Regions from separate parts of the Mus musculus genome. Here regions 1, 3, 4 and 5 are each linked to region 2. A link is a contact called in public ChIA-PET, HiChIP or PLAC-seq and promoter capture Hi-C data. All regions are on one chromosome and are shown on one strand. The core of a region is the stretch at or near the end of the contact, and the rest is flanking DNA. Distances in the headings are between cores, read along the strand shown. Region 1 holds the start of Crmp1 (collapsin response mediator protein 1). Region 2 holds the start of Man2b2 (mannosidase 2, alpha B2). Region 3 holds the start of Tada2b (transcriptional adaptor 2B). Region 4 overlaps Gm1043 (predicted gene 1043). Region 5 holds the start of Grpel1 (GrpE-like 1, mitochondrial).

Region 1 (5,494 bases), core at 49-2,548, 410 kb after region 2:
CTACTGTTCCCCAGCAATCCTGATTGCCAGTTTGGACTTGTCTGCCTAGGGGGCTGGCAGCTTGTGAGCCTTCCATCCAGAGAGCACAGCTGAGATTCCTGGGTCCCCAGGGAATCTCATAACCCCTATGCTAGAAAGTCATAAATAAATGAGGGGATCCCAAGTCTCCATACTTCTTCCTGGTTAAAGAAGCCCCTCAAGTCTAGACATTAAGCTCCAGGCATAGTTGGAGTGGGCTGTATTCAGGATGTGGGAGCTGCCCATAGATGGAGGCTATCGTCTGGGTCATTGCCTACTGCCTGTGTGTCTATCCCTGCATATTTGTTTCCTAAGTGTTCTGTTCAAGAGTTCTTCCTTCCCTCGTGTCTGGTAGGGATGTGCACGAATTCCCTATCAGCAGTCTACAGGCCTGTGTGTGAAGGAGCCTTTGTGAGGTTGCTTTTGGTAGTGGTGTGGAAATTCTTTACCCTGAGATGTTGTTGGGCTGTGTATCCAGCACGAGTGTGAGTCATTGGTTCAGTGACAAGTGTCTGGGAGTGTAATGCTAACATGACCTCCTTGCTATGGGATAGGAACCTCTGTTCCTGAGTGCTGCAGGCTGCATTCTCTATCATACCTTTTAGAAGCTGGCCCTTGACACCAGGGATTTCATTCTACTCTTAGTCCTGTGCCCAGCACCTACACTAGTGCCAGATCCTATCAGGCAATCAGTGTAGTAGTGTCGAGTGAGCCAATGGGGAGTTGGATGTGTATGCCTCTGACTGTGCATCTAAGATCATTTAATTTTTGTATGATTTTTGGTGGTGCGTGGGGTTGCCTGACAGGGAATCTCTGGTGTGCGCGCGCGAGCGTGTGTGAGCGTGTGCGTGTGTATCTATGGTGTGCTAGCTGTCTGGAGGGAGCGCGGAGGTACCTGATTTGGGTGTATGTACCATGTACAGACATGCTGATGTCTGTGCAACTCTTGTTTGTGAGGTGAAGCTTAACCGTGTGTACGTGCGTGTGTGTATGTGTGTTGTGCACCCGCGCACCGCCCCCACCCCGTCTCTGCCCGCGCCCTGCGCTCCTTCTAGAGGCGGAGAGCCGGGTGCGTGGAGGGCACTGCGGCTCGGCCGCCCGCCCTCCGCGCTGCGGCTACTGCACGTCACCATCCTCCCCGCCCCGGCCGCTGTCCCCGCCTCCACGGTCCTTTGTAGCTGGCAGTGGCGCTGGTCTTGGTCACCGTAGGCTCCGCCCCGCCCCGGCCACGCCCCTCGCGGGCCACGCCCCGGCCCTTCCTCCCTCCCTCTTTGCCCGACCGCAGTCGCGCTTGGGCCGCCGCGGGCCCGCACCGAGGCGCTCAGCGCGGAGCCAGCGGTGGCGAGAGCTGACCGCCGGAGACGGGGATGGCGGAGCGGCGGCGCGCGTGGAACACGGAGGACGACCTGCCGGTGTACCTGGCGCGGCCAGGCAGCGCGGCGCAGACCCCGCGCCAGAAGTACGGCGGCATGTTCGCCGCCGTGGAGGGCGCCTACGAGAACAAGACCATCGACTTCGACGCCTACAGCGTGGGCCGCCGCGGCTCCGCGCGCACACCACGCAGCGCTGGCCGGCCCGACGCCGTGGGCCTGCCGTGCCCCGGCGGCAGCGAAGACACGGCCAGTGATGTGAGCGAGCCCTCGGGCTCTGCTGTCAGTTCGCCAGGCGATCGCGATGACAGACCGCCAGCGTTGCGCATCCGATGTCCTGCGCCCCGCGACCTGCCACTCGGCCGGGACAATGGCCAGGTACCCTCGGGGCACGTGGGCCGGACGTGGGGGGCGGGGCCCTTGGAGACCCAGGGCTTGGGTGGCGCGAGGGCGAGTGTGGGGGCCCCGCTGCCACCAGGTTCTGGGGGACTGCTACGGCCCCTCCCCCACATCATCCTACAAGAGGTTCAGAGAGGTTGTAGGATAGGCCAGGGTTGGCCAGCATAGCCTCAGAAAGCCAAGCCAGGTTCTGAGAGGGGAAGTAAGTTGCTGCAGCTGCCGCTAAGGGACCTGTAAGGTGAATTTAAGCCTCGTTCACCTTCTGGGGTTCTGTGAAAAGGTGAGCATTCTCTGTCTTCTTCCATCTATCTATCCGCTCACCCAGTGATCGTGGACGCTTAGGCTGCACTTGGCTCTGGGAGAGGTTCACGGAATGACTCTGTTCATACAGCTGCTCCCGCCCCTCCCTGGGGGGACGATGTGGTTAAGGGTTCAGATGCTGGGCAGTAAGAAATCATCCAGGACACTCCTGGATGTGTAAATTGGAGGCGAACCCGGGATTTGAACCCAGGCGTATGGACTCCCCGACTTCCGAAAGTGAGGAGGGACCTCAGGAAAAGACATGACCAGGGCTTGGGCTTTAGAGATTTTCTTCCCTAAGTTGGAATTTACCAGGGAATACGGATGGTCAGACAGAAGAGTCCTGGACAGGGTGGGTGAGGTCAGAGCCACGTGTCTGGGAAACAGAAGTTGGAGCAGCTCTGGGAAGCTGTCCCTTGAGCTCTGGGCTGGGCTGGCTCGGCAGCCTGGCCCCACCCTCCAGAAGTTCCCTGGCTGGGGAGAGAGAGCTGTGGACTCATTTCAAGAATTAAGTTCAATCAGGTCGAGAGTGATCAATAAATGCTTGCTATGGAGTTTTATCATCATTCTCGGTTTAATTAATTAATTCGCCCTTTCCGTTAACACTATGAGAAAGTGAACCCAGAGGAAGAGTTTGAACAGGACTGTAATCTGGACAGGCGTTTTGAAGAAAATGGGCTGGTCTGAGGGCGGTGTTCTTGCTTCGGCTCTGTCGCCTGCTCTGGAACTCTCCATGGTCCTGAATCTGCTGCCTGGGAGCTGGAGGCGGGGGTGAGGACCAGGGAACTAGCCAGAGTCCAGTTCCCCATCCCTTTATCTCCTCCTTGGTAGTCCGACCTCGCGTGGGAAACAGGCTCTCTAGCTCCACCAAAGGCTTCAGGTCTCAGAAACCCAGCCACGCCACCTGGAACCTGTCGAGATGTTTCACCTTCTTTAAGATGTCTTCATCTGAGACCCGGGAGTGGCAGTCTGTTCTCTGCTTCCCTCAAAGGGAATACCACGGAGGCGAGTGCTCTTTGTGACTGGCCTGGAGCTGTCCTTCTGGCTTCATGGCGCTGGTCAGGGTCATTCACACAAGCTTTGTCTCCCGCTTCGCCATGGCCGACCGGGTAGATGTTCCTTAGCGTTTCTGGACCCTAGTTGCTTCACCTGCTCCTGTGTTTTTCCCACCCGGGTCCCCTCTGTCCTTTCTCCCTGGCTTCTTAGGGACCTGACAAAAGGCTGTGTCTGAGGCCTCCCAAAGCACTCTATAGTAGGGACTTAGAGCAGAAGAATTCACGGCCCCGCTGGATGGAGTAATTTACTTTCTGAAGATCTCAGGGCATGGGTTGCAGAGGTCTAGGGATATAGGGTCAGCCTTAACCACTCCAGCAAAGAGTGCCCGGCCCCTCCCCCGCCCATAAGGCTCTTTCTTGGGAGGGAGGAGGGGTTCCAACAGCGCAGGCGCAACATTTGTGGTTGCCAGAGGCCGATGGCTGTAAAGCTTTGTACCGGCAAAGTCTGCTTGGGAGCAGCAATCTGTTTGGCCAGTAGCGAGTAGGGCTCCTCCCTCTGACTTGCACGTGGCCCAACCCCTTTCTGTAGCTTGCCTGCCCAGAACCCCCTAGCTGACCCCAGGGGATGCCCGGGTACCGGAACCTATGATTTATTGGCGAGGAAAGGAATCCAGGAGACAGAAGTGTGCTGCTGCCATCCGCAGCTTCCGGTCATTAAGGAGAATTTAGGGGCTGGAGCACAGGCAGGACTTAATGAGTAGAGAACCCGCTTCGTGACGCTGCCCTATGGCAGCTAATTTATGCTATTTTATCTCTGTAAGCTTCAGTTTCCTATCTGTAAAAGGGGAAAAAAATCACAGGCCAGTGTTCCCGGATATAAGCTGTTCTATTTCAGCCTACAACCCTTCTTGGTCTCCTGCTGTGGACTAGGTAACTGGTTTTCTCCATGTGGTGGAAGGCCCCAGCGGGGTCCAGAGTTTTTTCTGTTCCTCACCTCCCTTGGCAGTCCGGAAGTGGAGGAGTGGGTCTATCCACAGGGTCAGTGGAGGGATTGTGCAGGCAGGAAATGAGCTCATTGGCAGGGAAATGGCTTGCTCCTGCCTGGGGACAGCTGCCTGATATTTTGAGCTGGGGGGCTCCGTTGTTCATCTTTTGTTCCCACTTGGTGAAGTTTTGTCCTGGCTTCTTGCCCACCTGTCCCAGAGCCACATCGGGACCTCCCGGGCTTCGAACACTTCAAACGATAGTCAGGAAACTTCCCACGTTTCTTCCCTGTCCCCAGAGCTGTAGAGACTTTAGTACCTGTGATCCAGCTTTCCAAGCCTTCACTGCTAGGCCATATTGACAGGTCACTGAGAGGAGAGAGCAGATGAAGGGTTAGAGCCCATGGCCCATGGGTTCGCGGCTAGCCCCTTCCGCTGCTTTGCTTCTGCCTGGGAATGGAAATGGAGCGGGTAAAGAGGTGAAGGCCCTGGGGATGGGTCTGGGAAAACGAGTTATCCTTAATTGAGGTGGGCTATTCAAGAGAATAGCATAAATGAAGATCTGGATTTGGATATGGAAAGGGGGGTGGAAAAACGGAGACCATGGAAGGACTGGCCAGAGAGGGTCCTTGAGTGCGGCCCTGGAGGGCCAAGGATGCTTCTAGCAATTTGGGTGGGTGCTGGCTCCTGGCTCCCACTTCCTCCCAAGCACAGGTCACACACACAAAGATCAGAGACACCTGTGGCGCTGCCCACAGCTTTTGCCCCCGTGTCCAAAGGCTGTTTGTTTCTTGCTTTTAAAACACCACTCAAAAGCATATTCTCCTAGTGGCGTGAGCGAGGCCCCGGCTTAAGCGAGGGCGCGGGGCGGGGGTCGGGGGCGGAGTAGGGGAATCGGAAGGGAAGCGCTTCCTGGTTCGAGCCGAAAGGGGCGAATCCGGTTCTGCTGCCGCCACCGGGAGGAGCTGTCTGTCTTCAGCGCCCTCCTCTCGCCCTGCCTCTCCCTCCTCCTCCCGCCCTCCTTGCCAAGCCGGGCGGTGCAGGCAGCCGGAGCAGCGGCGGCGGGCCGAGCAGCGGGGAGTGGGCAGCGGTGGGAGCCGAGCTTCTGTCCTTTCTTTCATCCCTCCCTGGCCTTTGTCGCCGCTCTCACGAGTAGCGCCGCCGGGAGAGACCCGGGTAGAGCGCCAGGCAGACGTTAGTTCCAGCGGCCGGGCGGAGGGCTCCAGAGGGGCCATGTCTCATCAGGGGAAGAAGAGCATCCCGCACATCACCGTAAGCGCCCCCACCCTGCCGCAGTGCTTTGTGGCTTGAGGGTGGTCGCCATCAGGGTCCAGACCCATGGGGGTACCGCAGGGACGCCCCCGGAGGATTCCTGCGTCGCCGCGAGTGGGGCGGGGCCCGTCTCGCCGAGGCCTCCCCCTCCCCCTCT
Region 2 (5,787 bases), core at 1,449-3,948:
CATGCAGGAGCTGGCGGACCTGGTCATGGGCAGGCAGAAGAAGACAGTCAGGTCACAGGTCCCAAGCCTGCAGCACTTCCCAAGGACCCTCATGAAACACCTCATCCTGGCTCACTCCACAAAGGCAGGAGGACCCTGTCTTGGTTCATAGCATGTCCCCAGAACTCAGAGGCACATAGCCCACGGCAGCTATCGGAGACCTGGATCTAGGCCATGGTCAGGACATGTAAATGTGATTTTAATTTTCAAATAACTTTTTTAAAAAGCTGAAGGAACAGAACGGAGTGCTTCCTCACACCCCTCCCCAGACTCACTCATCGGCCTCATTTTTGGGTTCTCTTGAGCGAACACTTCCACGTCTATTCCCTGACTCTATTTTGTCTGAAGCACTTCCGGTGAACCGGCTGCAGCCTGCTTCACTCTGAGCACTTTTGTGTGGTTGGTCCAGAGGAATGAGGATGATGGTAAGCCTAGTACTATCATCATGACTAGGAAACAGAATACTAAGACTGCTGTGCAACGCCAGGCTCTCTGTGAACCTCTCGGGCTGCCCCGCCAGTCCCTTTCTGGCACACCATTCAACCTGGGACCCCATGTCCCCGTAAATGGTCATCTTTCATTCAGCTCCTTTAATTCAGGAGCAACTCCTCATCCTGTCTTTTTTGGGGGCTTGACAATTTAGAGGGAGACAGGCCTTGTTATGTGGGGTTCAGTGTGGTCTTGCTGGTGAATGTATGTTAGGTAAGTGAATTTAGGGGTTGGTAGAGAAAAGTCTGGGCATGAGGGTGAGTGGTCTTATGTTACTTTTGGCTTGTGTGCTGAAGGTGGAATCTATAGGTGGCTTACCCCAAGGCACCGATTACATATGGGGAGGTGTCTAGCTATTGGGGATTCCCAGCGGACAAAATCCTGGGCTCCAGGGAACTGCACTAGTAGACTCCTACCTAGGGCTTTACACAAAAGCCACACCCTTCACAGAGGGTTGGAGACAGACCCCATTGGAAGAGGCAGGCTCTAAAGTCAGACAGCCCTGTTTCTGAACCATACCTGTTTATTCATAAACTATAAACCCTTGAGGTAGCTGCCAGGCTATACCTGTAAGTCTATGCAACAATCCCCCAGAGCTGGTACATGCCAATGGCAAGCCCCAAGTGTCTCTTCAGAATCCTTGGCATGAGCTGTCTGAGGGCGGGGAGCAGGCTATCTTGTCTTATAGAAGAGAAAGCCATGCTTACAGATGCCAGTGGCAGGATCAGGCACCAGCCTGCCCACATTCTCTGTACTGTGTGACACTAAGCTGTCACAGAGCCACAGGGGTTCCAAACACGGCCAGCCAGGGGCAGGGGAGAGTCAGTGTGTGCAGATAGGGGAGGGGACAAAGTTCACCTGGGTGTTGATTAAGCACCAATTCCTGTTGCCTTTTGGGAGAAATGCTAGCCTAGCTTAGGGGTATGTCCGGTCCCCTACCAAGAACAGACAGAAAGATGACGTCACCCTGTCTATGGGCAGTGGCCCTGACCACAAGCCTAGTTTTTGTTGTTGTTGTTGTTTTGTCTTTACAGCTAGCATGTTCCTGAGCACATCTGGAACTCCCTATCTAGTCTCCTCCTGGAACTTTCCTCTCACACTTCGGATACCTTAGGGACCCATGTCCTGACACTCCTGTCCCCACCTTACCTGCTGTTTCTGCTGCTCAGAGGCCACACCGTCCCACCACAGCCGGAAGAACTCCTGCTCCACGGCGATGAAGCGCCGCTGCCCTCCGCGGACCAGTTCCGCCACCACGGTAGTGTAGACATTGGCTGCATAGGCTCTCATGCTTTCCTGGGGAGGCAGAAGCCATCACAACAGCCCCAAGGGTGGTGATGAGTCCAAAGGACCAAAGAGAAGTACAAGAGACCAAGTACCCTGGTGCCTAACACCTCCAGTGTACTCAGACCTAGGGGTATGTGGCAGGAATCACCACTTTCTCTTTATAGACAAGGAACCTGAGCCAGTGGACAGAAAGCCTCTCCCTGCCCGCTCTGTCCAAGGTCTTGAACAGAAAGAACCTCGAGGTTACAGGCCCCATACCAAGCTTATCTGGCTGGGTAGGAGTGTGAAGAGGAAGCTGAACTGGCTAGCCCTCATGTCAGCACCACAGAGGGCCAGCCCAGTTGCCTGTAGTCAGCTGACATCCACCTGCTTGGAAACCTACCCCACCCAAGGTACTCCAGGCTTATTCCTGAGACTGGCTACCTGTCAATCCACACTTTGGGGACACACTCCTCTGCCTTAACTTTTGCAGGGACCGTCTAATAAGATAGATGCCATCAGGACTCCGAGGCAGGAAGTGGCCAGCCCGAGGCTGAGGCTCAGACTGCAGGGGATCAGGCTGGGGGGTGGGGTGGGGTGCTGCAGCCCAGGTCGCCTCTCTTCCCGGCTGGGTCGGGTGCACTCCGCAGGAGGCAGTTACTGTGCAAGGAGCTCAGGAACGCTCCAACTTACCTGGACCGTGAAGACCCAGCCCACGTCCATGTGACTGTGGGGCACCACGAAGGCCCGGATCGGGCCGGCGGGCTGAGCTGCCCGCGGCCACAACAGCAACAGCTGGCCGAGTAGCGGCAGCCAGCGCAGCGGCCCCATTGCTGGGCAGTGGGACGCTGCCAGGGCAGCGGGTCCTGGGTAGAGCGGTCCACTTCCGGGTCCGGGACCCGCGGCGCCGCCTGTCGGCAGGAATGCGCGAGCGCTGCCAGCCACGGGCAGGGCACGAGCTTTGTGTGGTACGGCGCCCCTTGTCGGCTAGAGTGTGTATTGCAGCTTTCGTCCCTATATGGTGGTCTTGCAGCTCAAGGCCACTACCTCCAGACTTGGAGACCGCTGTTGTCTACACAGAGGGAAACCTTCCAGGATAACACGCTCTCCGACGCAGACCTCTAGCCTCAGGGTGGCTTGACTTGAAATTTTTTAGTTCATTTTAAGGAAGCGAAACTGGCTTTTTACAGACACAGCGACGAAAGGGTCAGGGTTGGTAGGTTCAGAATCAAATCTGGGGTCTTGGATGGTGAGCTGGGGCAGATGTTTAATCTCTTTGATCCCCATAAAATGGGATGTGATAATAGAGGAGGCATGAGTTGCTAGGGACATGGGATCTAAATGAATGAAGTCCCCATCTCTCAGCCAATTAAAACTGGTGACTTTACAATTGGTAAGAGAGCAGTTCCCTGAATCACCTCTGTAGCTCCTCCGTGGCCAGCAGGTGGTCTATAGTTTGGGGTTTTCTGGGCTGTGGTGGGGCCAGAGGTGTGACTCTGACTAGCCTGTTTTGTCACTTGCCCTTCAGCAAATGCGACCAAAACCCAAGCTGTTCTTTGAGCAAGCTCAGATCCCTCTCTATCCTGTCCACGGACCTGAGACCTCTAGATTCCACAAGAGGTCAGACCTTTCCATGAAGAAGTGGGCAGCCATTTACCAACTTGTGCGGCCACCGCTTTAGGACTCAGGTGGACTACATTTCCCAGCCTCCTTTGCATGACAAATGTTAGCCAATGGGATGTGGACCACCACAAGGGTTCTATGGATGGGACCTGGGTCCACTAGAAGAGCAACCAGCGCTGTCAACTGCTATGCCATCTCTCCAGCCCAATCATAGCTTCTTAAATTATGTGTGTTGTGACCACATATGTGGGGCTGCAAAAATTTTGGCAACGGTAAAGTTTTCGAATGTCTAGTAACACACTCAAACCTAAAGAATCGGAGGTATTTCTGGCGGTGCTCACTCATGGTACTTCAGATGATGTCACTGCCACCTTGGATCTGAACACATGGCACTAGCGCTTTGCACTGTGAAGGCTGACACTCTATGCAGCAAACACCACCCAGAACATTTTGGTTCAGATATGCTGTGAATTGCGTTGTTTTTCAGCAAATAGACAACATCTATGCTGTTACAGAAACAATGGTTTACTCTCAAAAACAAATATTTAATATTTTCCTTCCATAATTTCTCAACATATGAGCATCACATTAGTGTATGTTTGGATTGTCGTAAGCTAGAATGTTGTACCGTGTTTTATTTTTTGTGTGGTGTATGTACATGCTGTGTGCATGTGTGTGGAAGTCAGAGGTTGATGCTGAGTATCTTCCTATATCACGCTGTACCTTGTGTTTTGAAATACCATGTCTCACTGGACCTGGAGTTCTCTGATTGGCTAAGTTGACCAGACAGTCGCTCCAGGGGCCTCCTGTCTCTGCCTCCTGTGTTGGGGCTACAGATTCTCAACACGGTACCCAGCTTTTACATGGTTGCTGGGATCTGAGCTCAGTTCCTCGTTACTCATCTCTGGGAGCACCAACATGCTTCACTGCTTCCCCAGAGCACTGACGTCTGCTCTGGAGGTGAGAATATCCCCGAACTGAAGCAGGTGGTGAATTCTGACTTCAGGGATAGCTCAACAAATATGGAGGCCTAGGTACCCGAGGAATTAACTGCTGGACCTGAGATTGTCTCTTTTCTCTGCTACTCATGTGACATCAGGGGATAAATCTTGAAGGGACTCAAGACCTGGTCTTGAGCATGGTGGTGAGCATGACTCTGGTAGTCCTTGTCGTTCTCCCCATTCCCTCTGTCTTGCTAGAAACCATTAGATTACACTCCTAAAGCTAGCCCTCAAGGTCTATTCCCTTATTTGGCCACTTCCTCCTCCAGAGGCTGACTACCAAGGTCTAGCTATCTAAGTATTGAAGTCCAGCAATCAAAAGCCCCCTTTGGCTCACCTAATTAACATGCACAATTAAAATTAAACACTTCATCCTAACACAGGGTTTCCCCTTGTACCTCTATAAATGGCCATTTTCCTATGTGTCACATCTGTCTCCTCTCTATCCAGAGGCAGTCCTTTGTCCTCTGGGACAAATACCTGGCCCCCTTTCCCTTGTTCCCTTCCCCTCCTCCCCCCTCCTCTATCTCTTGTGTTTTTCTATTCTGTGCCCTCTGTCTCTCTGAGGCAAACACATCTCCTTGGTTCTGAGAACATGGTCTTGGGATCCTGAGGTGAAACTTTTCCTAATAGTTTTCACTTCCAGGAGCCCCCATTTCAAGGAAGGACAACAAAATCCAGTCTCATGGGATGCTGATGAGTGTCTGCTGCAGTTTCAAAGAGAAACGGCACCAAACAGCTCATGTATTGGAATATGTGGTACCCATTGCCATTGGTGCTGTTTGGGAAGGTTACGGAACCTTCAGGAGGGGAAGCCAGCCTTGCCGGGGGAAGTACATTATCCAGGGAGGACTGTGAGGTTTATAACCTGACCCGCTTCCTATTCTCTCTCTCTCTCTCTCTCTCTCTCTCTCTCTCTCTTTCTCTCTCTCTCTCTCTCTCTCTTCCCCCTCTCTGAATGTGTGTTTGTGTGTGTCTGTGAGTGTGTGTTTATGTGTGTGTGAGTGTGTGAGTGTATGTGTGCTTCATGAGTGTGGATGAAATGCGGCCGCTCTGTTTGATGCCAGGCCATCGTCATGCTCCTGTTGCCAAACCTCCCCAGCTATGATGGACACTCTCCTCTCTGGAACCATGAGCCAATCAAACACTTTCTTTTTCAAGTTGCTTTTTGTCATGTCACTTTATTCCAGCAACAGTGACGTACCTGGTATGAGTAAGAGAGGAAGGAAGAGTCTCCAAAGTTAAACAGGTCATTGCTGGCTTCAGGAGGCTGAGAAGGAGCCAAGGCCATGGTGAGTGACAGCCTTGAGGGTCTGGAAGGTGGGGAGACCCAGCTGCACAAGACCCCAATGGGAATGACCTACACATA
Region 3 (5,791 bases), core at 1,243-3,742, 350 kb before region 2:
AGACAAACCAACAGAAGCAAGTGAAAGGGCATAAGAATCAGAGACCCACTCGTTCACACTTGCAAGTCCCATAAAAATACTAAACTGAAAAGAAAACTATATACATAGAGGACGTGGTGCCGCCCCATGCTGGCCCAGACCCATGCTGGCCCTGTGCTTGCTGCTTCAGCCTCTGTTCATCTGAGTTCATCGGAGCTTTGCTCAGCTCATTTAGAGGGCCTTGTTCTCCTGGTGTCCTCCTGACCTCTGGCTCTTATATTCTTCTGCAGGGTTCCCTAAATACAGCCCAGATTTCAAGAGCTAAAGCAAGCGCAGTGCTGAGACTAACACTCTCACTCTTTTCAGTGTCTCCTCTGGAAATAAGTGCTAGAGGACTGGTGTGAGGAAAGAAAGGCTCTCAGAAGCAGTGACACGCAGGCCAGAGATCAGTCAGTAGTCTTGACTGAGGTGAGAACACCTCAGGCAGAAGAAAGGAAATGATCAATGGACTCCGCGTGAGCTCACAGAGAGCCATAGACATTGTCAGGCCCTGCAGGCACTGGAGTGTAATCTAAGAAGCAGAACTGAAGTTGCTGAGGGCCAACAAGATGCGGCTTATGCTCCAAATGCCCTATGTTCATGTGTGAGAAGGGTTACAGAACAGAAGGAAGAGAACGGTAAAACCATGAGAAGTGATCACGAGAGGTAAGCACCATCATGGGTCAGGCCAGAAGAGTAGGTCAGTAGCTACATTATGCACATCTTTTCAATACATGACCACTGACCAATTGGATGTGGTTGATGGCTTTAGGTTGGCTCTGTGTATAACTGAGGACAAGTGAGTCTTCACAGGCAATCAGGTAGAGAGGGATCACCAGGTATGCGACAAGCTCCAGAAACAGAGCATATGAATGCCACACTTTCAGCACTGAGGCTCTTCTTCAAGGTCCTTCATGTTGCCTGATCTGTACAAAGCATATGCGCAATACACACCAATAAACACCACTTAGAGACAAAGTAACCCATTGTTTTTAGAGAGCAGGAGCCAGTGTTGCTCACTGGTAAGACATCTGTGGAGTAGACTCCTTCCTAAGTGGGGAAGTGGGTCCAGAAGGTCACTCATTCTACGACGATCTGAAACAGGAGGGCAGTAGGGTTGGAGTAGGGGAAGCTCGGGGAAGCTAGGGTCAGAGGGCCCTAACATACCAGGGAAGAGTCTGGACAGGAGAGGGTCATGCCGAGCTCCCTGCTTCTCTGAAAGCTTGAAGATGTGACATATTCTTGGAGGCAATGGTGACAATGCAGCCAGATCTCATCCCTAACATAGGTGAGGAATAGAAAGGAGAGCTCCTTAGAGACAGCCAGAGAACAACCAGGAGCCCAGCACACTATCTGGCTGGCACACATGAAGGCTCTTACTACCAGTGAGCTACCTCTACAGAAACCTGACAGCTAGAAAGCAGACCCCAGGATCCATGCCTCTTCAGGAACACGCCTTTGTTCATTCTTTACTGTCCACCCATCACACCATGTCCTGGGTGCTGTGGAGACTAAGACTTAAACAAGATACTGCTACTCATTGAGAACCTTAGCACAGGGCACATGCTGACACCCACAGAAAGCACACGAAGCCCTGAATGCAGACTAAGTGCAGGCGGGACGGGCAGCCCCAGGCTTCTGGCCTTCCCCACCACTATGCCCAGGAGAACACAACCGTACTAGGGGAACTCAGCAAAGGACAGTGGGATCTAGCTTGCTGCCATCTGACTCAAGGATAAGCCTGGCAACGCACAGGGCCTACCCTCTACCCGCGTTCAATGCACACCTCTTGAGGACGAGTGTGAAGGGCAGACAGCTCCGTGTCGGGGCAATGGGTCAAGGCCCTGCTCTACCAGCTGTGTGACCGCTGGTGACCAACACGTTCCGGACACAACCATCCGACCACCTGCGGCCCTCCGCAACGTACACCGAGCCAGCCAGCCATGCCCTCCCTTCTAGCCGTAGCCCGCCGCTCACCCAGTTGCCGAAGCCGAACTGCTCGATGGCGTCCAGCAGCAGCTGCTCCTCGCGGCTGGTCCAGCCGCCCTCCGCCTCAGGACCCCAGAGTGTGAATCGTCCGCCGTCTACCAGCTGGTAGCCGTGGTAGCGGCGGTGGTGGCCGATCTCCGCGCCGGCCGAGAAGCACTCGGGGCACAGCTCGATGTCCTGGCACTCTGTGCAGCGGAAGCGCAGCGGGCTCACCTCGGCCAAGCAGTACACGCAGTACTTCTTACCCAGCTCCGCCATCTTCCCCCGCTCGCCCGCCGCCCGGCCCGCAGCCGCCGCGCCCCCGGCCGTCAGCGCCCCGCCGCCTGCCGGGCTCGCTGCGCCCGCCGCGCCCGTGCCGCTGCCGGCCGCTGCCACGGCCGCCCCCGCCCAGGCGCCGCCGGAGCCGGCCAGGCGGGCCGCGTCCCGCCTCAGCACGCAGGCGCCCTCCGGCCCGGCCCGGCCGCCGCCGCCGCAGCCGCTGTCTCCCCGCCGCATCGCGCAGGCGCCCCCCGCGCGCCCTCTCGCGGACAGCCGAGTCTTTGCTCTGCGCCTGCGCGCCGGCGCCTCCCGCGGCCTCATGGACTGGAGGAGCCGCGAGGCCCCGCCCTAAGCCTGTCAGCCGGCGGGGCGCGGACCGGAAGTAGGCCGTGCGGGCCACGCCTCTCGGGAACCAGCGTCCAATTAGCGCCTCCCTTCACCTGTTCGCAGATCTTCATTGGCCTAATATTGCCGGGAGGTGGAGAGAAATGGAAGGCGGGTGACCAATCGCGGGGCCCACCGCGCGCCCTGGTTGCCCCGGGAAACCTAACAGCAGGCATCAGCCGGCCTCAGAGCGGGGCCGGCGGGTCGAAAATGGACAGCCACTACGGGGACATCGAGGGCAAAGACCGAGCCGAGGAAGGCCTGGCCAGGCAGTCGCTCGAGATCAAGGTTAGCTCCGAACCTCTGACTCCGGCCAACCCTGTAGAGCAGGAGCCAGAGCCGAAGCCAGAGCCGGAGCCGACGCAAGGGCGGGAGCCTGAGAGCGAGACCCAGCCGGTGTCGGACAGCTCAAAAGCGAAGGATTCGGAGGGGATCGATTACGCGCATGTTGAGGTCCCGGAAAGTCCGGGGGCCGCTGAGACCGCGGGCGAGGCCGTGTCCCGAGAGCCAGAGAGTCTGCCACAGACCCAGCCCAAGACCAAGCCGGAGTCCAAGGAACCAGAGGACAAAGACGAAGACGAGGATGAGGACGAGGATGAGGACGAGGACGAGGACGAGGATGAGGATGAGGATGAGGATGAGGGAGAGGAACGGGACAGGCCAGAGAAGCCGAAGGGCAAGGGGAAGAGGGAGAAGAGGAAGGAGTCACGGTTCCGGCCATCTCTACCGCTGACCACAATTGTTGAGGAGGGGGCTGCCCCAGGCCCACAAGCTGCGAAAGAGAAAGCAAGGGAGTCACTGAAGAAGAGAGACAGTGAAGAGATCGAGGGGACAGATCGAGAACGACACAAAAGCACAGAAGAGCAACTTCACCCTGGAGAGGCCAAGGAAGAGGAGAAACAAAAAGGGGCGTCCACTGAAGAGTTTGAGTGGACAGCGGACATGCAGAAGCTGCAAGAGCAGCAACTGCGCGGCGAGCTGGTGGAACAGTACCACTCCCTGCTAGTGGAGCGGAACCGTTATCAGCGCTACAACATGTACCTACAGCAGAAGATTCACGAGACCCTACGCAAGAAGGGGCTGGAAGCAGCGGCGGAACCTGGGGACAAGAGCGCTGAACCCGAATCTCCCGAGAAAGAGCAAGCATACTTGCGCTATCTGGCCATGCTGGAGGAACTGAAGAAACAAGAGGCAGACGACTTAGAGTGGTACCGTCAGGAGGTACGGGAGCTGAAGCAGCAGTGCCAAGAGAAGCAGACCAGGGTGGAGAAAGAGTGGCGGCGCTTCCAGGCCCTCAAGAAGCAGGTGGTGATGCAGGTCATGGGCAGTTGCCGCACGCGTGGTGGGCGCCAGGCTGCCCTGAGAGAGGTGGAACAGCTTCAGGCCCTGGAGGATAAGAAGGAGAAGGAGATGAGCGCCGTGCGTCTCGAGAACGTGCAGCTGAAGCAGAGCCTGGTACACTTTGAAACCAGGATGAAGGCCCAGGAGGACTTGGCTGAGGGGCTGCTCCTCATCGACTTTGAACAGCTCAAAATTGAGAACCAGACCTTCAACGAGAAAGTAGAGGAACGAAACGAGGAACTTTTAAAACTGCGCACTAAGGTGACCAGCAACGTGCAGATTATAACGCACGTGAAGGAAAAGCTGTCTTTCATAGATACGGAGAACTCATGCAAAAAGGCACAACTTTCGGAAGTGGATGCCCAGGTGGCCCTAGGAAGAGACCTGTTGACGAAGACAAAACAAGCCCGCGACAGCCTGCGAATCGACAACGTCAAGCTGAGTCAGAAATGTGGGCTTCTGGGTAAGGAATCACTCCTCCGAGACTTGGAAGAAAAGGTGGAGAAGACAGAAATGCTCAACAGGCGCCTGGAATCCCTGAAGCGCCATCATGCCGGGCTCGCCTTGTCCTGCAAAGGGGTGAAGCAAAAGATCAGGGAAGCCAAAACTTTCCTCCCCTCTTGACAGCCCTTGACAGGACAGTTGGCAAAAACTTCTGCAACCCCAGAAACTCTCTTACTCTCTTCTGCCTCTGATTGTCCATTCTGTGGAACTTGGGGGTGCAACTTTATTTTTTGGCTGTTTTCCAGCTTTCAAATTCCTGCTGAACACTTCCAGCTAGCAGTAGCTCTACATGAGCTTAAGAAAAATATATCTAGAGAGTGCGGTGATTAAACTGACTTCTAGTGAAAAGCCTTTATAGCCAAGTAGCCCCAGTCTAAAGGAGTGTTAGAACTGTCTCTTGCCTATGTCTAAGGATGGCTTAAATGAGTGGGCAAGGTACAGAAAATCTCTATGCACTGATCTGATGACTCAAGTCATCTTTGTACTAATTAAACTTAAGAGTATTGAATCACTGACCTGATTAGCTCATAAATTCCCATCTCTCAGTGTGCAGGTGTGTGTGGTCATATGAAGGCCTGAGGAACATATGGGGCATCTCCTGTATGCCACCTTGATTTTTTTCAGACAGGGTCTCTTACTCAATTGGAACTTTGCCGTTTGGGCTAGTCCAGCTAGCATGATGATCCTGGGATCTGCTTGTCTCTGTTCCCCAACACCAGGTTTCAGGCATGCAAGGCCACGTCTGGCTGTTTTATGTGGATGCCAGGGGTTTGAATTCAGATCCTCATGCTTTAAAACAAGCACTCTTACTCTGAGTCAAAAGCTGCATCAGCAATCTGACTGTTGGCACTGCATAACTCTGCTTCCTTCAGATGACATGCCGTACTTTGTTTGCTGAAATATATTGACTTGAAAGTCAATGACAGTTAAAAGTCTCTTTTCACTTTCATGGCTTGAAAACATTTTTATATCGCACCATACAAATGCATTAGTGAGGACAGTTCAAAAAGCTGACGTCGTCCATCCCCCTCACTTAGTTGCTAGTTTTGTTTTGTCCCTCTACCCTATCCTTCAAGGCCAAAGCAGTTGTCTTTGTGCCTCCAAGAGCCGAGGGACTCACAGGGTTATGTAGCTGGGGAGGCTCCCGAGTGAAACTGTCAGTGGTGCCAGAGGTGTCTTCATTGTGATGGTATCCTACAGAGTTTTGATTCATTCTGCTGATTCCTACCCATCAGCTATGTAACTGAATGCTTCATCCTGAACATTGAACATGGTGGGCAATGGATCATGTAGGGCA
Region 4 (5,940 bases), core at 2,653-5,152, 330 kb after region 2:
AATCCCCTCTTACACATGGTCCTTTGAATCCTGTCTCCAGCTGAGGTCCCAGGCTCACCAGAGGTGTAGGCCCAGCCTCAGGTGGTCATCTGCCCTCACTTCTGTCTGTCACTCTTGGCCTGTGCTCTTGGTCACATGTTTCCCCTGGGTAGTCCCTTAGCTCCAGGAACAGAAGTGGCCCCAGAGTCACTGAACCAGCTGTCTGTCATCTCTGTCTGGCCTCCCAGCTCCTCCGCTATCTTGGTACAGGATACCCCGGCCCCATCCCGAGTTGTTTTTCCTGCTGCCTCTCATATGGGCTCTGCTGCCTGGTGGAGTCAACACAGACCCAGAGTGGCCATTTGAATCTAGGTCTTTTTCCAAACCCTATCTTTTCTGGCTTTTTCCTAATGGCGCCTCCCTTCCCTTTCTCCCGTTCCTCCTTATTTTCCTCTCTTCCACTCCTTCTCCTTTTCTTCTTGTTTTCCCTTCCTTTAGTGGTGCTGGGGATAGAACTCCAGGCCTTGAATATCCTAGAGCAGTACTGTGCTGCCTGATCACACCCCAGCCCTTCCCCCCTTCCTCCTTCCTTCCCTCCCTTTCTCTCCCTCCCTCCCTTCCACCTTCCCTTCCTCCCTCCCTCCCTTACTGCCTTCCTTCCCTCCCTCCCTCCTTCCCTCCCTCCCTCCCTCCCTCCCTCCCTCCCTCCCTCCCTCCCTCCCTCCCTCCGTCCCTTACTGCCTTCCTTCCCTCCCTTCCTCTCAAAAGGCAGTTTCCATGGTCAGCTGGCTGCATTGCTATAGGCCTGTGACCAGTTAGGCTCATCATGAAGAATGGGTTTGGTAGAGGAATGCTGTTCTCCTCCTTGTAGCCAGGAAGAGCGGCAGTGGGGTCCCCAGGGAGTTTCTTGAGACCGAGTGTGTTAGTTATTTTTTTCTGTCACTGTGAACAGACACTCATGTCATTAATGAATGGAGCACAGGTTCATCGTGGCTCACAGCGGGTTTCAGTCTGTGATGTGCATTCATTGCCTTGGACCTTGGCGGAGGCACCTCTGCAGCTGGAGCCCAGGGTGAGACCATAGCCACTGTTCTCTTTGAAGATGCGGTACACATCTTTCAGGAAAGAGCCAGGGTATAGGGAGGTAGGATCTGTGGCAGGGTTGAAGGAGAAAAAGGACCACTCAGGCCTCCATTCTGGCCCAACTTTGACTCTCTTGAGGCCTCTGATGTATATAATGTTATTGCCTCCTTTTCCAGAGGTGGAACTATAGAGTCAGGGACAAGAAGAGCTGCAGTGTCTAAATGTCCCGCTAGGAATGCAGACGCCCAGCTGACGTCCACTAGGAAACAGCGAGTGTCTGGGAGTACACACTGGACTTGCTGCAGTCACAGAGTTAACGTGTAGGGCTGGTGAGATGGCTTAGTGGGTTAAGGTGCTTGCCACCAAGCCTGGTGACATGAGTTCAATTCCTAGGACCCTCATGGTGGAAGGACAGAGTCAACCCTGCAAAACTGTCACCTGACTACCACACATGTACTGCTCACCTGGCCTCCACGAAATTAAAAAAAAAAATAAATAGAAAAGTGTTAACATGCCAAAGTTTTAAAAATTATTATTATGGAAATAATGCAGAGTTGGGCGAGGAAGCTCATAGCTGGAATCCCACTTAGGAGCTTGAGCTAGGAGGATTGCTGTGAGTCACAGGCCAGCCTTGGCTATAGAGTCAGTTCTTGTCTCAAAAAAAAATGAGGTTAATTAGCTAATTCAAAGAAATGGATAAAACATACACAACTGAGTTGTTAGAAAATGGATTAGAAAAAAAAACCTTCTCCCATCTCACCAAACTGTGCTTCACAGTCATTTCTGACCTAGTATAGCAAAGTCACATGGGGTACTTGTCACCCTCTCGCTCTGAGTGAGACCTAAGCCCTCAGCAGGTGTTCATGGTGAACATTCTGCTTGTTTTATGAAGGAGACACCAAGGCTGGGGATGGTGTTTCACTGTGCCTATACATCCCTCAGAGCTGTATTCCAGGTACCAGGAGTCTAGCCTGTGACCACTGTGGGCCCATATATTCACGGCAGAGCATCTTAGATTCACAGTACTCTCTGTGACACCATGCTGACAAGCCTCGTGTGATTATTGTAGAGAGAAAAACAAAACAAAACAAAAAACAAACAAACAAACAAACAAACCCACCCCTTGCCCTTTTCAGGGTCCTGTGAGTATGGGTGTCCTATGCTGCCATGACAAATGGCACAAACTTGGTTCCTTTTCTTGGGAGTAGCATGGTGGGATTGGAGACAGGACTTCAAGCTGGTGCTGGCCTCTGACTCTCGCTCTAGCCCTGGATGGCCTTAACTCTCCATCCTTTTGTCTTTCTCTCCAGGGTGCTGAGGTTATAGGCATGCATCCACGAGACTTGGTGGCTTAAAAACAGCCTAAAGACATGGCTCCATCTTGGAGGTGCCCAATGTAGAAACAATAGGACCTGCGTTTAGATCCTGCAACACCCAAGTAAAAGCCAGGGGTGGTACACACCTGGAACCACAGTGTTGTGAGTCAGAGATAGGGGATCAGTGGAGTGCACTGGCCAGCTCAAACAACCAGTGAGCTTCTTGCTCAGTAGGAGGTTCTGTCTCTAAATAAATAAATAAATAAATAAATAAATAAATAAATAAATAGAGAGAGAGAGAAAGAAAGAAAGAAAGAAAAAAGAAAGAAAGAAAGAAAGAAAGAAAGAAAGAAAGAAAGAAAGAAAGAAAGAAAGAGTAGGGTGGTTGAGGAAGACACCCCATGTCCACCTCTGGTTTCACACATGCATATGCACCTGCACTCACATAGTGTTTCTAAAGCAAACAAACAAACAGGCAGGCAGGCAGGCTGGCAGGCAGAGAGACAGACAGACAATCAAACAGGAACCCAGGTATGGTTGGTTAACAGCCCTGGAGGCTGGAAATTAGGATTCAGGCTTAGCTCAAATTGTTAGTAGGGTGACACCCAGACACCCTTGGAACTGTGATTCCTAGCTGCTTGATTCCTGCTCCTGAGCTGAGCACCCCTCCTCGTCTCCTAGCCCACTTCAGAGCTGTAGCAAGCCAGGTGCCTTCGTGCTGCTGTGGCTTTCTGCTCCACAGTCAGCTCCACCCTGGCCTCCTTCTGACTAGCTGGAGACCAGTTGTCGTCTCCTCTCACGGACTTGACTTCACCTGCTCTGCAGCCTTCTGGACAAGTGAAGGGCGACACCCTTCCTGCAGGGACCAGGATCTGGGTGTATCTGGGACCACAGCTTGGCTACTGCACTGCACTGAGTCAGAAGCAGACTGTCTTCTCTGGTCAGGGCACAGGTTGCTCCCCCAAATAAAGAGAACGGCTTCCTTTTTCCTTTTCAACTCTCAGTGCATCTCAAAAGCAGTGAGAAGGCACCAGTTCACCTCCTCACTCATTAGCTTGAGAGGACCTATTCAGGAGGGATAGAGGGACTCCCCGAGGAGAGGAAACCCTTGGCCAGGTCTTAAAGAGCAAGAGCATACTCTTTTATCTTAACAAAACCCAGTGAGCAGAGCCTGTATCTTACAGAGGAAAATCTGAGGGTCATAGATGTAACCCAGCTAGGCTTCAATGGCTGGTAAAGACAGAGCCCGCCCCTCCCAGTGGATCAGGGTCTGAGATGGAGGTGAAGGCCACTGGCTGGTCTGGCTGGTCTTAGAGGTGTTAGATAGAGGGATATCTCCGGCTAACGTTACCTAGCATGAAGGCAAGGCTAGCACTGAACAGGAGAAGGAAACTTCTCGTCTTGTGGTTCTTCTGGTGGGGGCATCCTGCTTATGTCACTTCCTTTGTTTGCAGTCAGGGTTTGTCCCCTCCTGGCTAGGCACAGTCTCTAGAGTCTCGTCATGCAGCACGAAGCCCTGCATGGCTCAGCCACTCCGTGTCAGTCCTACAGGCTGTTCCCAGCATCTCCTGTGCAAGCGCAAGCCACACAGACATGACCATGGTTTCTGTTTTTATCACAGACACCTTTTGACTCTCAGTCATTTCCTTAGGAGATGTGTGCAAGTTTGGAGCCAGAATGGGAGGCAACAGTGAATAGGGTTAAAAGTCAGCCTAGAATCCACAATTCTGTGCTACCCTGGGAAATAATTGCTTCTCAGGTCCTCAGTTTTCTCTTGTGTGAAATATATGACCTGAAGGATGCTTAAGTTGCAACCACTGGTCTGATGGTAGAAAAAGAAAAGAAAAGAAAAGAAAAGAAAAGAAAAGAAAAGAAAAGAAAAGAAAAGAAAAGAAAAGAAAAGAAAAATAGAAGCTCCTGGCTGGTCGGCCTCCCCTCAGTGTCTCTCGCTCATCATGTAGGGCTGAGAAACACATAGGATTGAATTTTGTGGTAAGTGATGCTGGTGTGTGTGTGTGTGTGTGTGTGTGTGTGTGTGTATACACACGTATGTAGTATGGTTATCCATGCAACATCCATCTGCATCCATGGAGAGGCCCAGACAGGACATGAGCGTGTCTTCCTCCATAACTCTCCACCTAATTGCCTGGAAGCTCACATCTTGCCTAGGCAGGATGAGCAATAAAGTCCTAAGGTCTGTCTGTCTCTGTTACAGGGATGGCTTTTATGTGGGTGCTGGGGGATTTGAACTAAGGTCCTCATGTTCACTGAACAAACGCTCTTCCCAGCTAAGCTATCTTCCCACTAAGCTATCTTCCCAGCCCTTTGAGGTAGGACAGAGACTCTCTAATGAGATAGATATGACTGGGTTGGTGGCTCAACCTGGCCATCCAGTGGCAGGAAAGCGGGAAGTGAATCACCATGACTTTGAGACCAGTCTGGGCTACGTAGCTTAAGTCCTAGCTGATGAAGTATGTGGGCGGTTGACAATGAAACCCTTAGACGGGCGGCTGAACAGGAGTGGTGGTGGTGGGGTTTACATGGTGGCTTGGACACTCAGTCTTTACTTTCTATCCTGAGTGTCTCCTGCTTCTCTTCCCGCAGGGTCCAGGAGCTGGAGCTGTCAGAAAGGAGGCTTCTCTTGAAGGTGGAACAGCTGAGTGCCTGTGTGGCCGAGGAAAGAAGTGCCACAATCCGCGTCCAGGAGCAGCTGCAGGCACTGAAGGGGACACTGGTCAGCCAGGTTCGTATCCCTTCCCAGTGCCTGGTCGTGTGATCAGCCTGGGCCTCAGTTTCTCTGTCTGACCTCTCCCTGCCTGCCTCCTAGGCCTCCCGGGGAAGCTTGGGTGTTGGTATCTTTCTCATGCCTGGGTCCTTGAGGTCAGGAAGTGGGCAGTGCAGGTTTCTCTCTTCAAATTGCTGTGTGCAGGTGGGGACAGGGGGAAGATAAGAACCCGTTCTTGGGTGGAGGAGGGACTTGGGTATGCTGTGGGTGTGGCAGGAGAAAGACACTCAGGGAACTGGGGATAAAACTTCCCAGACCTTCTGGGAAAGGTATTTGAAGGGTGGGAATGAGGCAGACCAACACTCTGCTGTGGAGAGCCAGGAAAAGCTGTATATGTAGGGAGGGAAAGGCTGGCAGGTACAGCGGGAACTCCAGAGGGGCCATTGCAGAAACAAGGAAGGCAGCTAAAGCTTTGGGGAGTAGGGAGGCAGAGCATAAGAAACAGCCCCACCAAGAAGAAGTGAGTGGTTCAGGGCGGAGGCAAACCCTAGTTATCCTGCTGAATTGTCTGTGTGACATTGGACAAGTGACACAACCTCCCTGGGCCTGCTTCCTCATATGTAAAATGGGAATATGCTACCCACCTCTCAGGTGGTTATATGAGCTAAATGGGTCCATGCACATAGAACACTCAAAGAAGGGGGCATCTTTTAATGTCATCTGCACTGGCCATTCTTATCTATCGTAAGACACTTTTCAGGGGACAGGTGATGCAGGCCATATTGCAGAAGGAATATATAGCAGATGGACCCACACCTCTGCAGTAGGTACCCAATG
Region 5 (5,207 bases), core at 864-3,363, 370 kb before region 2:
CCCCAGGGTCCTCACCCCTGGGAAGACCCATACCTCCACACACAGCAGCTCTAACTCTTCATCTGTCTCTGCTTACAGATGTGCTGGTCACGGGCATTCTCATTTCTTTGACGCCTTTCAGCAAATGAGAAGACCCAAGATTTAAGAGGAACCATGTTCAGGACAGAAGAAATCTGGTGACCTGGTGTTACTGCCAGGGAAAGCCACAGGAGGTCTAAGTCTTATTTCAGAAAGTTTCAAAGGAAACTGTATAAGCCCCATGGTATTCATCGCCGGCTTCAACAATGTCATCACTTTCCCACAGTCTTACAAGAAACCTCACCTTTTAAAACTAGAGTATTTTTTAAAGCCCTTGCCAGCCAATATGACAATGTACCATAAATATTCCCATCCAGAGCTCTGCCCATTGGCCCATATTGTTCCCTAACAAAAGGGCCAGCGCACTGAATAACCATCTGATACCCGTCCCACTCCAGTCCCCTGCCCTTTTCACGGTTGGTTTGTTCCATCACAACCAAGTGCCATAGACTCAATCCAATTATGTCTCTTGATTTCATTGGTGCTCTAAGTATCCCTTCTCCTCTTACTCGACCCCAGCCCTAATGAATTAACAAATCAGGTCACTTGTCCTACAAAACACCAGTGAACCAGGATTCCTGGAAAGAAACTGTCTGCAAAGGCCAATTGACGGATTAAAGCCTCAATGACTGGAGATGCTGAACCTTGCAGGTGCAGAGCCTAGTTACAATTTATCTTGGGCTATCTTTAGTTCATTAAATAGATTCCCTGCCCCACTCAGTGTCAGACCTAACAGCAGGAAAAGACGATTAAAATCTTGGTAACACAGTAACAAAACTCTAATCTCCACCAAAGGGCTAAGCTTGCTATCAAATAGCATCTGCGGACTACAGCTGAGATTCCCGTTTGCTATAATCACCTACTTAATGTTTTCACTAATATATTTTATGTCTTGAGTTGTGGCTTTCTTTGTTCTGCTACTATGCAAACGTCCTGAAACTGTTTTCACGTTGGAACACAGGTGTCCTAAAACTGTTTCTGGGCCAGTCACTCATAAATGACTCCAGAATAAACTTATTTCCTATGAGGTGAGAGCTGTGCTTTTTGTGTGGACATGCTCTGCCCCACGCCCACGGCGGGCAAAAGGCAGCATGTGCTGGGGAAATGATTTTTAAAAGAGCGAAATTAAATAATAGAATTTTGGTCCCTTTTTTGTTTGTTTGTTTGGTTGGTTTGGTTTGGTTTGTTTTACGAGACAAAATTTCTCTGTGTAGCTCTGGCTGACCTGGAACTCACTCTGTAGACCAGGCTGGCCTAGAACTCAAGAGATCCGCCGAGAGCACACACAAGCCGTAGTCCACGGACGAAGCGTTCTGTCTCGAGATTTGCGGGAGCCGGGGGGAGGAAGGAAGAAGCTGCACATACCTAGACAGGACAGAAAACGTCCTCCGACAACTCTCAGCTCTGCGACCTCCCCCATAGCAGTGACCAAACATCAGCACCCATATTTTCGAAGCTCTCCTGCACACACTGCTGTTAGTTTTTTTTTTTCTTATGTTGCGTTCTGAGAAAATTGGAGGTGGCCGAAAGTACAAAATCAAGTAACGCTCATCGGGCCGTCCACAGCCAGCCTGTTGACACAACGCGCTTGCGGCATAGTAGAGATGGGGTCCGTCCCTTCCCGGGACACCCACGTTCCGCCCGCAGAAGGTAGCAGGAGCCTAAAGCGAGCACCAGTCACTTGGCACGAGTTCCCGGGTCCCCGCCTAGCGCTCGCCGCCTTCTGCCCGCCCTGACGCTCTTCCTCTTCATTGGCTGTCCCCTGGCGCGACCACGCCCACAGAAGCTCCATTTTCCTCCACTCCTCCCACCTCACCTTTCACCTCCTCACCTTCCGGGGCTCCCAGAAGCCTCAGTCTCCGCCCACCGGAGAAGGAGGAAACAGAATTCCGTCATGACTCGTAATTATTGGTGGAAATGGTCTGTCCATCAGAACAACAGCGGTCACGGATTAGCTAAAAAGCAGCAGTAGGTGGGAAAACCGGTGTAAGGGGCGTCCGCGCATGCTCAGTGTGGGCGCAGTGACGCGACCTCGGGGGCAGTCATGGCGGCTCGGTGTGTGAGGCTGGCGCGCCGCAGCCTCCCGGCTTTGGCACTGTCGTTCAGGTAAGAGAGCTTCACTCCTCTGCGTCGGCCTCACTCACGGCCGAGAGCTCTGGTGGGGGGTTTAGCGGCAGGACTGGTCCCCGCAGGCGGTGCCCGTGCACCCTGAAGTCACATCCTCACCATCGAGTCCCTGTGCCTGTTCTCAACGCGCGGCTGTCCTGGTGTTTACTGTGCGGCACTGCGCGAACTGGGCTCAAGAGACGAGAAGTGGGGACGCTGGGGCGTAAATGCGGGGATCTGGGTGATGCGTCAGGTGGAAGGCTCCGCCATTTGTTTGTCTGGTGACACACGGCACTCTCTCGGGCATAGGGGCACCACCCCTCCTGGAATTGCAAAAGTCAAGCTTAGAAGCGGGAGACTTGCCCAAGGTCAGGCAGCCAGGCAGAAGCCCGCCCGACCAGGGGCTGGGGTTGCTAATCCCTAATCCAGTCCAGGATGTGTACTGCCTGGTTTGTGGGCTTTTTCCACTCACATTCCTTCCCCCACTTTTGCCCTCCGCGGAATGTGAGGTCCAAGGAGCAAGAAAGCCAGTGTGTGTGCAGTTTATTTAGACAATGCCCATTTTTGCCATCTTTACTTTTACCCGTGGCTTCAGGTTTTTGAGTCGCATCTCCAAAGTTAGGCTCAGTATCTTTAGCTTGTTCCCTGCTAGGACCAAGTTTTTGGTTGATTAAAAAAAGAGAGACTTTGCCTGAGTCTTATGGAAACGGAGTGAACGGGAGCTGGCCTTTTCAGCGGGTGAGAGTGAGCAGGCGGATGATCTCGTACTTGTGACTAAAAGATGAAAACAGGTCTATGTTGTGCAAAGCAGGGAGGAGTCTGAAGTATTCCGGGGGAAGCACTTCCTATTTGTGGTGCTCTGTTTAGAGTTGACAGGAAAGAACCCCCATTTCCCATCCCATCCGGCCCTGTCCCATCCCCCAGCTTGGTTCATGTCTATCTCTGAAATTGTGGTTTTGAAGAAAGATGCTCTAGTAGGAAGTCATAACTCCACAGTATCCCATAAGCTTGGCTTCCCTCTTTCCTCCGAGACATAGCCCTAGGAATTCCTGCCCTGAAAGGATCTATACAGCAAAACTGATCTGCTGAAAGGCTGTGGTGGTCACTCCTAGGGGTGGAAATAATTCATAGTGAAGGCAGCCTTCACATTTTGTAGGTTTTTATATTCTTAGCATAATTTTGCTTCTCAGAATTAATTACTGATCTTTCTTTTTTAAACTTACGTGTGTGGATGTTTTGCTTGTATGTGTATGTCCATGTGTATGCCAAGTGCCTTCAGAGTTCAGAAAAGTGTCAGATACCCTGGAACTCTTAGAGTTAGGTAGTTGTTAGCTGGGAATCAAAGTCAGGTCTTCCACAAGAGGAACATGCTCTCAACCACTGAGCCCAACTCTCCAGCCCAGATTCTTAGACTTTTTAAAAGCGTGAAAGTAAAAATAAAATTAAAAGATCACTGCTGGAGCCAGAGAGAGATGGATGGGGCTCATTGGTTATACACTGGCTGCTTTTGTGGAGGACCCAGGTTTAATTCCCATCATCCACACTGGGTAGGTCAGCCACCTGTAACTCCAGCCCCAGAGATCCCACACCTCTTCTGGCTGCCTCTTCAGACTCACTTCCAGGACTCCTTTGGACTTCTCTTCCCATTTCCTCTGCATACACTCCCACTTTCATCTCTCTGTCCAAGTGATTCCCAGTTCCTGAGATGTATCTCTCTTACCCACCCTACTCTGTAACTCACCTGGGCCTGCTGTGGACCTGTGCACAAGAGCACACACTGTAATCCCAGGACTCAGCACCTGGGAGACTGAGGCTAGAGGATTGCAAGTTTATTGCCAGACTCAATCTCTGAATAAACAAATACATCAGAAAAGAAAACTAGGAGCTGGAGAGAAGTCTCAGTGGCTGAGAGCGCTTGCTGCTCTTGTAGAGGACCTAAGTTTAGTTCCTAGCATCCACACTGGGACAGATCACAACTGCCTGCAGTTCCAGCTCCAGAGTATCCAGTGGTTTTTGGCTTTCATAGGCACCCAAACTTATGTGGCATATACTTACACAGACACACACAGACAAACTTATGTGGCATATACTTACACAGACACACACATATAAACTTATGTGGCATATACTTACACAGACACACACATATAAACTTATGTGGCATATACTTACACAGACACACACATATAAACTTATGTGGCATATACTTACACAGACACACACATACAAACTTATGTGGCACATACTTACACAGACACACACACACATACAAATTTATGTGGCACATACTTAACACAGACACACACACACATACAAACTTATGTGGCATATACTTACACAGGCACACACACACATACAAACTTATGTGGCATATACTTACACAGACACACACACATACAAACTTATGTGGCACATACTTACACAGACACACATACAAACTTATGTGGCATATACTTACACAGACACACACACATACAAACTTATGTGGCATATACTTACACAGACACACACACATACAAACTTATGTGGCACGTACTTACACAGACACACACACACACATACAAACTTATGTGGCATATACTTACACACACATACAAACTTATGTGGCACATACTTACACAGACACACACACACATACAAAGGCACACAGACAGACAAACATGCACATAATAATATAATAGCAATACATGTTTTTCTTTTTTGTTATGTCAGTTTGTTGGGCATTGTGGTCCACACCTTTAACCCCAGCACTTGGGAGACAGAGGGAGTCAGAGCCCTGTTGAGTTTGGGGCCAACCTGTTATACATATCAAATTCCTAGCCAGCCAAGGTTACAAGAGTGAGGTCCTTGCTCAGAAAAGAAAAACAGCCTCCTGGGCTTCCCTGCAGCCATAGGTCACTGTTTTGGGTGTTTACTTTTTGCTGTCTGGCAACAAGATTTTTGCTTAGGCCACTGTCATCAGCAGGAGGTACAGTGGGTCTTATTCTATGAAAGGGGTCTGGGTGCTTGGACTCAAGGGGACA

The links. ChIA-PET counts read pairs in DNA pulled down with a chosen protein or histone mark. HiChIP or PLAC-seq counts read pairs in DNA pulled down with a chosen protein or histone mark. Capture Hi-C pulls out chosen DNA fragments and counts their contacts.
Region 1: an H3K4me3 HiChIP or PLAC-seq map of forebrain shows a contact between it and region 2, with 4 times the contacts expected there. The contact joins the promoter of Crmp1 here to the promoter of Man2b2 in region 2. A contact is called at or near these places in 7 of 39 promoter capture datasets (cranial neural crest, embryonic stem cells, frontonasal cranial neural crest and 4 more), 1 of 15 datasets of contacts at CTCF or cohesin (embryonic stem cells), 2 of 115 datasets of contacts at active chromatin or transcription factors (astrocytes and forebrain) and 1 of 9 other capture datasets (embryonic stem cells).
Region 3: a promoter capture Hi-C map of liver shows a contact between it and region 2, with 2.2 times the contacts expected there. The contact joins the promoter of Tada2b here to the promoter of Man2b2 in region 2. A contact is called at or near these places in 5 of 39 promoter capture datasets (erythroid cells, frontonasal cranial neural crest, liver and 2 more), 2 of 484 Hi-C or Micro-C datasets (peritoneal macrophages and pro-B cells), 2 of 115 datasets of contacts at active chromatin or transcription factors (bone marrow-derived macrophages and memory CD8 T cells) and 2 of 9 other capture datasets (adipose tissue and liver).
Region 4: a contact with region 2 is called in an RNA polymerase II ChIA-PET map of memory CD8 T cells, with 11 read pairs. The contact joins the enhancer-like site here to the promoter of Man2b2 in region 2. A contact is called at or near these places in 6 of 39 promoter capture datasets (cranial neural crest, embryonic stem cells, hippocampal neurons and 2 more), 1 of 15 datasets of contacts at CTCF or cohesin (embryonic stem cells), 9 of 484 Hi-C or Micro-C datasets (embryonic stem cells and olfactory sensory neurons), 8 of 115 datasets of contacts at active chromatin or transcription factors (embryonic basal ganglia, embryonic hindbrain, embryonic stem cells and 3 more) and 1 of 9 other capture datasets (embryonic stem cells).
Region 5: a contact with region 2 is called in a promoter capture Hi-C map of liver, with 3 times the contacts expected there. The contact joins the promoter of Grpel1 here to the promoter of Man2b2 in region 2. A contact is called at or near these places in 17 of 39 promoter capture datasets (the 3T3-L1 cell line, 3T3-L1-derived adipocytes, the C10 cell line and 11 more), 2 of 15 datasets of contacts at CTCF or cohesin (the NIH/3T3 cell line and embryonic stem cells), 21 of 484 Hi-C or Micro-C datasets (B cells, CD4 T cells, the G1E-ER4 cell line and 11 more), 9 of 115 datasets of contacts at active chromatin or transcription factors (the 230-238 cell line, T-cell acute lymphoblastic leukemia, bone marrow-derived macrophages and 4 more) and 2 of 9 other capture datasets (adipose tissue and liver).

The regions. Positions count from the first base shown.
Region 1 is chr5:37,240,760-37,246,253 of GRCm38.p6, forward strand. Crmp1 (collapsin response mediator protein 1) reads left to right here and starts at 1,299. Exons shown (of 14, transcript NM_001136058.2): 1 at 1,299-1,766. The coding sequence starts at 1,386.
Region 2 is chr5:36,827,951-36,833,737 of GRCm38.p6, forward strand. It overlaps Man2b2 (mannosidase 2, alpha B2), which reads right to left and starts at 2,699. Exons shown (of 19, transcript NM_008550.2): 1 at 2,488-2,699; 2 at 1,678-1,824; 3 at 1-19. The coding sequence starts at 2,625.
Region 3 is chr5:36,481,793-36,487,583 of GRCm38.p6, forward strand. Tada2b (transcriptional adaptor 2B) reads right to left here and starts at 2,493. Exons shown (of 2, transcript NM_001170454.1): 1 at 1,996-2,493. The coding sequence starts at 2,265. It overlaps Ccdc96 (coiled-coil domain containing 96), which reads left to right and starts at 2,796. Exons shown (of 1, transcript NM_025725.3): 1 at 2,796-5,791. The coding sequence starts at 2,860. The coding sequence ends at 4,614.
Region 4 is chr5:37,154,764-37,160,703 of GRCm38.p6, forward strand. Gm1043 (predicted gene 1043) reads left to right here. Exons shown (of 14, transcript NM_001370827.1): 3 at 4,983-5,121. Among named protein-coding and RNA genes, the nearest start is that of Gm1043, 4.6 kb to the left of the region's middle. Within about 2 kb of position 3,903, at least 9 of the 459 cell types and tissues checked have an H3K27ac peak or open chromatin away from gene starts, as enhancers often do. A contact at or near this core is called in memory CD8 T cells, where this site is marked.
Region 5 is chr5:36,463,072-36,468,278 of GRCm38.p6, forward strand. It overlaps Grpel1 (GrpE-like 1, mitochondrial), which reads left to right and starts at 2,114. Exons shown (of 4, transcript NM_024478.2): 1 at 2,114-2,184. The coding sequence starts at 2,123. 2210406O10Rik (RIKEN cDNA 2210406O10 gene) reads right to left here and starts at 1,783. Exons shown (of 3, transcript NR_126488.1): 1 at 1,444-1,783.